Linked DNA regions of Pan troglodytes: region 1 is linked to region 2. The links are chromatin contacts, called in public HiChIP or PLAC-seq maps. All regions are on one chromosome and are shown on one strand. Each heading gives the region's core, a stretch centred on a gene start, on an enhancer-like site or on the middle of the called end of the contact. The rest is flanking DNA. Distances are from core to core; before and after follow the strand shown. Region 1 holds the start of BLCAP (BLCAP apoptosis inducing factor). Region 2 holds the start of RPN2 (ribophorin II).

Region 1 (4,850 bases), core at 290-2,789, 350 kb after region 2:
CCAGTAACCTCTGACTTCCTCTATATGCCCCAGAGACACGTTGTCACCATCTTCCCTGGGAGTGATCCTGTTTATCCTCCCCTCCCCGACTTGCCCTCCCACAGGGCCCATGCATGCCCCAGCAGGATCCAGATTCCTGAGCATTTCCAGAGCAGGAAGTCAGAGAGGCAGGCAACGCGTGGTTCTTGGTATATCGCACAGGGACAGGCTTGAAATGGAGTGCATGTGTTTCAAAGATAGGAGAACAACAACAAAAAAAGACAGCCTAACCCAGATTCCTCCTTGAAACAACATATTACAGATTGAAGGTTAAACTGTTTTTGGCAGCAACTCTAACAAGACTAATTTCAGGTATGGAATTGACCTGGTCACTGGAAACCGACCAGGCTTCCCGTGATCAAATCTTTTAACAGATTTGCTTGACATTAATTAGTCTCTGATTTAAAACAAACAAGCAAACAAGATCTAACACTTGGCATTAGCACTTAAGCTGGAACTTTTTTTTGGTCCCAGCTTTGGTGTTGCCGTCCAGAAGGCTGACGGGATGACTGGACCATGTCAGGCAGGGCAGAGAAGCCGTCCCCAACACACCAGTTCCCTGAAAGGGATAGACGATCCAAACCTATAAACAGAAAGGCTGTTTCTTTCCGAGGACAGACCCCAATCTCCCAACATTCGGCGATGAAATGGGACACGGAGGCCTGGAAGGAAACTAAAGGAGATTTGGAAAGGGGAAGGAAAAAACAACTGTCCCCCATCCCCCATGCTTCCTTTCCAGGCCATTAGTGCGCCAGGCATTCCGTTCCTTCAGCTGCCCTTGAGGGCCACTCCCCACGTCTATAGAAGGAAAGGGAAGGGATGTCCACCCTTGATGTAAAGTTGGAGGGAGTAAGAAGCGCCCGCGACTCTTAGCAGAGCGTCAGCCTATCACCCCAGACACCGAAGCGGAGCCTCAGGAGACCCTCTCTCCCCTCCCCCCCACGTCCCCCCACCTCCCCCCCCACAAAAAAGCAACTAAAGCAACGCAACTAAACTGATGGGGACAGAGTGACAGGCCTCTCACAAGCTGGGCACCCTGCCGTGGAACCCGGGGCCGCAGAGATGGTGGTCGCGCTCCCAGCCCCGTGCCCCCGGCTCTGCCTGTCTCATCCTGCAAGGGCGCTGACCTTGGACAAGGCCAGAGCCAGCACCCAGGAGTACTATGACCCACCTCCGGGCTGGGAAGGGACCCCCCAAGGCCCAGGCTAGGTCCAATCACGGCAATCACCTGAAGCCGGACAGGGGCGCCCTGCCTTCCCGGGGTATGCGGAAGGAAAACCCCAGTGACGGGGACCCGGCGACGCCTAAGGTGACCCAGAAGGGACAATATGGCGGCGCGGCCGCATGGAGGGCCTCTCATCCCGCCCCAAGCAGGTTGACGCCACGGTACCTGCAAGCCCTGCCATGGCGCCGCCGCCACTGTCGCCGTCTGCCGCAGCCTGCCTCCACCTCAGCTCGCCACCGACGCCGCAGGAAGCCAGGGAGACGCCCCCTTAGTCTTCTAGTCGAGCCGGCCGAGGACCCATCCTGGGATCGGGCTGTCTACCGCAAACGCCTGATCACACGGCCCGAACAGGGGGCTCACCCTCGCCCCATTTCCCGTAAATATCCGCCACAGACCACCTTTGAGGACTTTGTGCGCACTTTTACAAAACTCTGGGAGCCCCGAGGTCCTCAAGCCCGAATAATTTTTATCAGGCGCAGTGTGGACATCCCCGAAGCGCGGCCGGGTGTCCTTATGCATATGCAGCAGATTGTGATCCTTACTCCGTGAGCGCGGGGCGGGCCGGGTTGTGTTCCTGTTGGTGAACCCGCTTCGTTCTTGCCCGCGTGGATGGTCCGTGGACTCCGGGAAAACCTTCTCGTGGCTCAAAGTCCACCCCCTCCCTAGCGTTTCATCATGCAGCCAAGGCTCAGGAGCTGAAAGGTCCGGGCTCAGAACTTGGGACTGCCTTGGGTCAGGCCTCGGCTCCCCCACTTGCCCCGTACCTTGGGCCAGCGAGCCCCTCGCCCACCCCGACCCGGCTTCTGTTGAAATGCCCACCTTAGGGCTTTTATGAGGCTTGAATGAGTCCGTGTAGTCATTTATTAGCTAATTAAGCATATTCCTTGGGCGCTTACTGTACCCAAGCGCAGTGCTAAGGGCAGGTAGAGTCGGTAACCTGGGTGTGTCCCTGACCTCAAGGCGCTGCCAGTCTAATGGCGGGTAGGCGGGGAGACAGTCATATAATCACTGTATATTAGTGACTTTAATCAATACGTGATTACACATCATGGGAAGTGCTGTGAGAAGAAGTAGAGAGTGTTAGGAGAAATTAATGGAGTACTAATGTAGGGAAAGGGTGGAACCTCCTTGGGAAGATGGCATTTAGGTTGAGAAACAAAGGGCGATTAGGGTAAGAGTGAGAGGGGAAATGTTCTAGGCAGAAAGAACATTTGTCCCAGATCTGGAGCTGGGAAGCGGCAGAGTTGGGGTGAGGTGAGCACAGAAGAAAACAGGTCAGCTACATACTGAATTTGGCTTTTCTCTTGAGAGTCAGGGGAAGCCATTTTCATCAGGAAAAGGATAGCAAATTTGGATTTCTGAAAGGCCACCCAGGCCGCATGGCTTGGAAAGCACTCAGGAGTGGGTGTAGGCAGACCAGTTAGAAGGTGGTTGCAGCTTTCCAGACAAAAGCCAATGCTGACTCAGACAGGGCGGTGGCTTGGGGAGGTGAAGGGAAGGGTGGAAGATTGGACGTGGGTGGATGTGGAGGCATTGGCAATAACTCCTCGCTAGGTTTTAGCCTTGAGTAAATGAAAGGGTAAAAGATTCCTTGACCAAGACAATAAAGCCTGAAGGAGGAACGGACTGAGGGGGAAGATCAAGTTCGGCTTTGAGAAGTTAAGTTTGAAATGTCGGGGCAACATGCAGGCAGAGAGGGTGAGTAGGCAGGTTTATGTGACACAGGAGCTGCGAACGGAGGCTGGGGCAGGAGATACATATCTGGGGGCCATCAATACAAAGGTCATGGTGCTGGGTGAGAACGCAAGTGAAAGAAGGTGGAGAGAAAAGAAGAGGAGGATCCAGGAAAGGAGACTAAGAAGCAGTGGCCAGTGGGGTAGAAAGAGGACCAAGTGAGTGTGGGTCCTAGAGAGGAGGTTTCAGGAAGGAGGGAGTGCTCAGTGGGGCTGATGCTGTAGAGAACAGAAATGGAGCCGTTGGGGTTTGGGAATAAAGAAGGTTGGTGGACTGTATCTTTTATGTTGCAAGTTAAACACACAACTACATCAGGTGGCTTAAAAAAATAAGTAGCCTGCCACTCAGTGGCTAGGCAGTGTCATCAAGGACTGAGGTTCATTTTATCTTCTGTCCTTGTGCTGGTTTATGCTCATGGCCACAAGATGGCTATCCAGTTCCTGAGGTCACATCCAAAGCAAGGAGATGTCCATTTCTCCTCCAGCTGAGACTCAAAACAGGCCTGAATGTGGCCTCCCACCATCCTGCTGCTTACAGGCTAAAGGATCAATGCATCCATGGCAGCCACACCCAGTATCCAACACTGAATGACAAGAGGAGTCTTGTAGTGGAAGCTCTTGTTTAGAAAAAGAGAGAGCTGGCTTTGCAGATGCCGCTGGGATCCCCATACTATCAGCCATGGTCAGCCCCACCTTGTTCTTTGACATCACTGTCGATGACACGCCCTTAGGCCCCTACTCCTTCGAGCTATTTGCAGACAAGATTCCAAAGACAGCAGAAAACTTTCGTGCTGTGAGCACTGGAGAGAAAGGATTTGGTTATAAGGTTTCCTGCTTTCACAGAATTATTCCAGGATTTATATGTCAGGGTGGTGACTTCACATGCCATAATGGCACTGGTGGCAAGTCCATCTGTGGGGAGAAATCTGATGATGAGAACTTCATCCTAAAGCATACAGGTCCTGGCATCTTGTCCGTGGTAAATGCTGGACCCAACACAAACGGTTCCCAGTTTGTCATCTGCACTGCCAAGACTGAGTGGTTGGATGGCAAGCATGTAGTCTTTGGCAAGGTGAAAGAAGGCATGAAGATCGTGGAGGCCATGGAGCGCTTTGGGTCCAGGAATGGCAAGACCAGCAAGAAGATCACCACTGCTGACTGTAGACAACTCCAATAAGTTTGACTTGTGTTTTGTCTTCACCACCAGACCATTCCTTCTGTAGCTCAGGAGAGCACCCTTCCACCCCATTTGCTCCCAGTATCCTAGAATCTTTGTGCTCTCGCTGCAGTTCCCTTTGGGTTTCATGTTTTCCTTGTTCCCTTCCATGCCCAGGTGGATTGCAGAGTTTATGATTATGAAATAAAAACTAACAAAAAAAGAAAAAGAGAGCTGAATGTTGAGAGGCTGTGGAGCAACAAATTCTTGCACTGCTGACGGCAGAGGAAATTGGTACAGCCACTTTGGAAAACCAGTATCTACAAAATCTAAACATACACCTATGCTGTGATCTAGAATTTCCACTCCTAGGTATGTACCCGAGAGAAATGAGTGCCTATGTTTACATGGAGACTTGTGCAAGAATGTTCATAGCAGACTTATTCATAGCTCAAATTGGAAATAGTTCAATGTCCATCACCGGAGAATGGATAAATTGTGGCATATTCATGCAATGGAATACTGTGTTTTACATATAAAAGAACAAACTACTGTTACATGTAATAGCACCAGTTAATCTCACATATAGTATGTGGACTAAAAGAAGCTAGATACAAAACAGTACATACCATATGAATCCATTCATATAAAGCTCAACTAATCTATAGGGTTAGAAATCAAAATGGTAGTTACCTGG
Region 2 (4,689 bases), core at 1,829-4,328:
TGTGGGGATTACAGGCATGAGCCACCGCGCCCAGCCAATAAAACAATTTTGGAAGGACACCCCAAACCAATAAAGTTTGAACTCTGTCCTGTATGCATGTATTTCTTTAATAAAAAATGAGTTCATTAAAAACAAAGAAACCCTCTAGGAGCAGAATGGTTGGGTTGTGTGGTAGATTGTGTAACTGACTTCTTAAGATGCTGCCTGGCCACGTGTTGTGTCTCATGCCTGTATTCCCAGTGCCTTTGGGAGGCTAAGGCGAAAGGATTGCCTGATACCAAGAGTTTGAGACAAGCCTGGGTAACATAGCAAAATCCGATCTCTACAAAAAATTAGCTGGGGGTGGTGGCATGTGCCTGTAGTCCCAGTTACTCAGGAAGCCAAGGCAAGAGGGTCCTAGAGTCCAGGAGGTGAAGGCGGCAGTGAGCTATGATTCCATCACTGTATTCCAGCCTGAACGACAGATGGAGACCTTGCCTCGTAAAAAACAACCACTGCCAGTGGCTCACGCCTGTAATCCCAGCACTTTGGGAGGCTGAGGTGGGTGGATCACTTGAGGTCAGGAGTTTGAGACCAGCCTGGCCAACATGGTGAAACCCCGTCTCTACTAAAAATACAAAAAAATTCAGCCAGGCAGTGTGGCGTGTGCCTGTAATCCCAGCTACTCGGGAGGCTGAGACACGAGAATCGCTCGAACCCAGGAGACGGAAGTTGCAGTGAACTGAGATTGTGCCATTGCACTCCAGCCTGGGTGACAGAGGGAGACTTTGTCTCAAAACAAACAAACAAACAACGAAGAAGCTGTCAATCTGTTTCCAAAATGGTCGTACCACTTTACATTTCCATCAGCAGGATATGAGAGATCCTGTTGCTCCACATCCTTGCCAACATTTGCTATTGTTGGTCTTTTTCTTTTTCATTAGTCAGGTGTGGTGGCTCCCATCTGTGGTCCACAGCTAGTCACTAGGACCACAGATGCGAGCCACCACACCTGGCTAATTAAAATTTTTTTTTTGTAGAGGCAGGTCTTGCTGTGTTGCCCAGGTGGGTCTCGAACTCCTGGACTCAACTGATCCTCCTACCTCAGTCTCCCAAAAGCTCTGGGATTACAGACTGAGCCACCGTTCCTGGCTGCATATGCTGAGTCTGTGGTGTAAATACTCCCATCATGGCCAAAATCAAGCTACCAATACTACCTTGGGAAGAGATGTTCAATGGCATACTATCATATATTTCCACCACACAGTTACAACAGATGTAAGCAACCACAAAAGCACACAAAACGTAAGATGTAGTGAAATAATTAGGAAATAATGAGTTTTGTTTTCAATATACTTTATTTCATCCTAAATTGATATAATTTTCTAAATGGCTGTATTTAACCAATTTGCAAAATGACTGCAAATTTAACAATAGACTCTCAAGATAGCATGAGACAGCTCCAGCACACCACTGGTTGGTTGTCTTATTCTTGAGCTGGGAGAATTCTTTATATATTCTACATCAACACTGCCCAATGGAACTTTCTGCAATAATGAAGATGTCCTATAATTTTGAGTGGTCCAATCTGATATCCACTAGCTATCTGTGGCTACTGAGCACTTGAAATGTGGCTAGTACAAATGAGAGACTGAATTTTAAATTTTACTTAATTTTAATCCATTTAAATTCAAATTTAAATATCCACATAAGGCTAGTGGCTATCATAACAGACACAGAAAGAACTGACTCTCTCCCATGCGGGATAACATTTGGGACAATAATAACGTTAATAAGAGTGATATTGTGCATACTTTATATGTTCATAAAACTGTAGTTAAAAGCACAGATTCTGGAGTCAGCTGCCTAGGTTCAAATCTGTTTCCTTCTCTTTAAAATGGGATTAGCCTGTAATCTCAGCACTTTGGGACGCTAAGGCCAAAGGATCCTTTGAGCCCGAGTTCCAGACCAGCCTGGGCAACAAAGTGAGATGCGGTATCTACCAAAAATAATTTTAAAGATTAGCTGGGCGTGGTGTCGCAAGGCAGCAGTCCCAGCTACTCCGGAGGCTGAGGCGGGAGGGAAGATTGCTTGAGCCCAGGATGTCGAGGCTGCAGTAAGCTGTGATCGCACCACTGCACTCCAGCCTGGGCGACAGAGCAAGATCCCGTATCAATAAAAAAGGAAAGAAAAGAAATAATGCTTGTAGAGCGTTCGGCACAGTGTCAGGTTATACTGTAAACATTCAGTAGTTGGCGCTAGTTATTAGAGCGGTGTTCCTGTATGAGCCACCTCCATGTTGAGCCTGTAAAACTGGCCTAATATGTTCTCTATGAGTCACTGCATTGCTCTGCAAATCAGATAAAACGTCACTCGTAGGTCAGTTATTAACAACCCCAGTGATAATCTTTGGAAAAAACTGACATAATTTTCTTTTTCTTTTTTTTTTTTTTGGTGAGACGGAGATTTACTCGTTGTCCAGGCTGGAGTGCAATGGCGCGATCTCGGCTCACCGCATCCTCCGCCTCCCAGGTCCAAGCGATTCTCCTGCCTCAGACAACCGAGTAGCTGGGATTACAGGCATGTGTGACCACGCCCGGCTAATTTTGTATTTTTAGTAGAGACGGGGTTTCACCGTGTTGCCCAGGCTGATCTCGAACTCCTCACCTCAGGTAATGCGCCCGCCTCGGCCTCCCAAAGTTCTGGGATTACAGACGTGAGCCACTGCGCCCGGCCAGAAACTGCCACAATTTTCTAAAGAGGAAAAAAAAAATCCCTTCTAAGCTATCCCCTCCCGACGAGACCCTTCCTGTTCCTTTAAAATGGGCCGGGCAGCAGAAAGACGAGTGAGTGACAGCAGACATGCCAATCAGAAGCGGCCCCGTCTCGGGCCCACCCCGAGACCTGGCCCAACCGCGTCCCGGTAGCTCCCGGAATAGGAGCGTTGCGAGACGGTCGGTTCCAAGTGGGCCTGGGCGCGGGGGAGAGGCGGGTCTGTCCTCGGGAACTGCAAGGCCCTGTGAGCGGGAGGACTGGGATCCCGGCCGCGGCTGCTGGAAGCGTCGAAGCTCAGCGGGGCCGCGGACACTGACCTGTGCTTAGAACTCATCCTGGCCCGCAGAGCCTGCCGCGAGTCCCTGGCGTCCCCTGTGGCGGGCTCTTGGAGCCACTTTCCCGAGCGGAAGTCAGCCCGCGGCTCGGACTCCGGCGGGACCTGCTCGGAGGAATGGCGCCGCCGGGTGAGGAGTTGCGCGTGGCTTATAGACAGGGCCCCCCGGCCAGCACTCTTTGGGGAGAGGGCTGTCGCCCGCGGGAGGTTACTAGTCGCCGCTCGAGAGCCGGCCAGGCGGGATCCCCTTCCCCTGCGGGACAGGGGCATGGGCACAAGCTCTGGCTGTGGCGCTCTCGGATCGAGGGTCCGAAGGAGGGCTGCGAGCTGGTGGGAGTGCCCGCGACCTGGCGGGGTTGGTGCCTGGGGGAGGGGTGCAGCGCGGAGCTACGGGTCGCCCCGAGGCTCAGCCGTGGGGACCGCGGACGCGCTTAGCCTAGGCCTGACCTCATTCATTTCACTCGCGCGGGCTTCTGGGCCAGGTGGCCTAAGGTTCTGGTCCTGGCGCTGCCCCTTACTCCGTATGAGGTTTTGGGCAGATTGTCCTTCTTTGGCCTGTAGTTTCCCATTCAGTGAAAGGGGCAAAGAAAACCCTCACTTCTCTCTGGGAGCCTGGAGCATAAGTTCTCAAGTGACACTCTAGGTGCAAACTTGCAGTCGGCCACGTATTCATTGTGTAACCCAAAGCAGGTTACTTAACCCCTCTACACCTCAGTTTCTCATCTGTAAAGTAAGTTAGTCAAATTAGTCACGTTATCTGCCTCGTTGAGTTGCTCTATTAAGTGAAATAATCTTCGTGCTTAGTTTAGAACAGGGCATGGCCCTAGGTAAGAACTAAGTTAACTGCATTGGAAGTTACTGAGTAGACGCTGTGCAGGGTGGAATTTCATGTAGCCTCATCGTAACTTTGGAAGCATGTACTCTTGTTACTACCATTTGACAGATGAGAAGTTGGAATCCCACGGAAGGGAACTTACTTGCCCAGGGTGACACATGAATGAGTCAGTGGCTCACCGTTTCATTATTTGAGAAGTTCAGGAGAGTAAAGTGGTTAAAAGCAGACTTTGGATTCAAATTGCCTGAAGTTTGATTTTCAGTGATGTGTCCTAGGGCAGGTAACTACTTCTGAGCCTTACTTTCCTGGTCTGTGAAATGCAGAAAATAGCCACCTTACTTAGATGTTGTGAGGATTTAATGATTTGGTGTGTGCAAAGCACAGCATAGCGTGGGCATACCTAACATATTAAGTGCTCAACTTTTAGTCAGAAAAGTTACTGCTCTCGTTAACATGGAGTGAGAAGATTAGGATTCTGACACGGGTGCTGTTTTAGGGGAATTTACGGTCTAGGTGGGAAAATGCTAGTCGCAGCCATTCACTAGATCTTCATATATTGGGTACCTGCCTGTGCACAAGGCATTGGGGATTCAGCATTAGTATCTTGACTCCGCTCTCTCTTAGGTCTTTCTGTCCATTAGCAGTTTCTGATAGGCTTTGACTTTGAATTCTAGCCAGACTGACTCTCATCACTTCTCATCATGTTCACTGCTGTTGCCCTGGTTTGGGCCACCATCATCTTCTGGCTTGGATTATGGCGGTAGTC

The links. HiChIP or PLAC-seq counts read pairs in DNA pulled down with a chosen protein or histone mark.
Region 1: a contact with region 2 is called in an H3K4me3 HiChIP or PLAC-seq map of stem cell-derived excitatory neurons, with 5 times the contacts expected there. The contact joins the promoter of BLCAP here to the promoter of RPN2 in region 2. A contact is called at or near these places in 1 of 7 Hi-C or Micro-C datasets (a lymphoblastoid cell line) and 1 of 1 datasets of contacts at active chromatin or transcription factors (stem cell-derived excitatory neurons).

The regions. Positions count from the first base shown.
Region 1 is chr21:43,764,527-43,769,376 of NHGRI_mPanTro3-v2.0_pri, forward strand. BLCAP (BLCAP apoptosis inducing factor) reads right to left here and starts at 1,540. Exons shown (of 2, transcript XM_530289.9): 1 at 1,430-1,540. It overlaps LOC107970015 (peptidyl-prolyl cis-trans isomerase A-like), which reads left to right and starts at 1,804. Exons shown (of 1, transcript XM_054674768.2): 1 at 1,804-4,850. The coding sequence starts at 3,677. The coding sequence ends at 4,174.
Region 2 is chr21:43,414,324-43,419,012 of NHGRI_mPanTro3-v2.0_pri, forward strand. It overlaps RPN2 (ribophorin II), which reads left to right and starts at 3,079. Exons shown (of 17, transcript XM_016937887.4): 1 at 3,079-3,218. The coding sequence starts at 3,206. It overlaps MROH8 (maestro heat like repeat family member 8), which reads right to left and starts at 3,521. Exons shown (of 25, transcript XR_010154218.1): 1 at 3,072-3,521.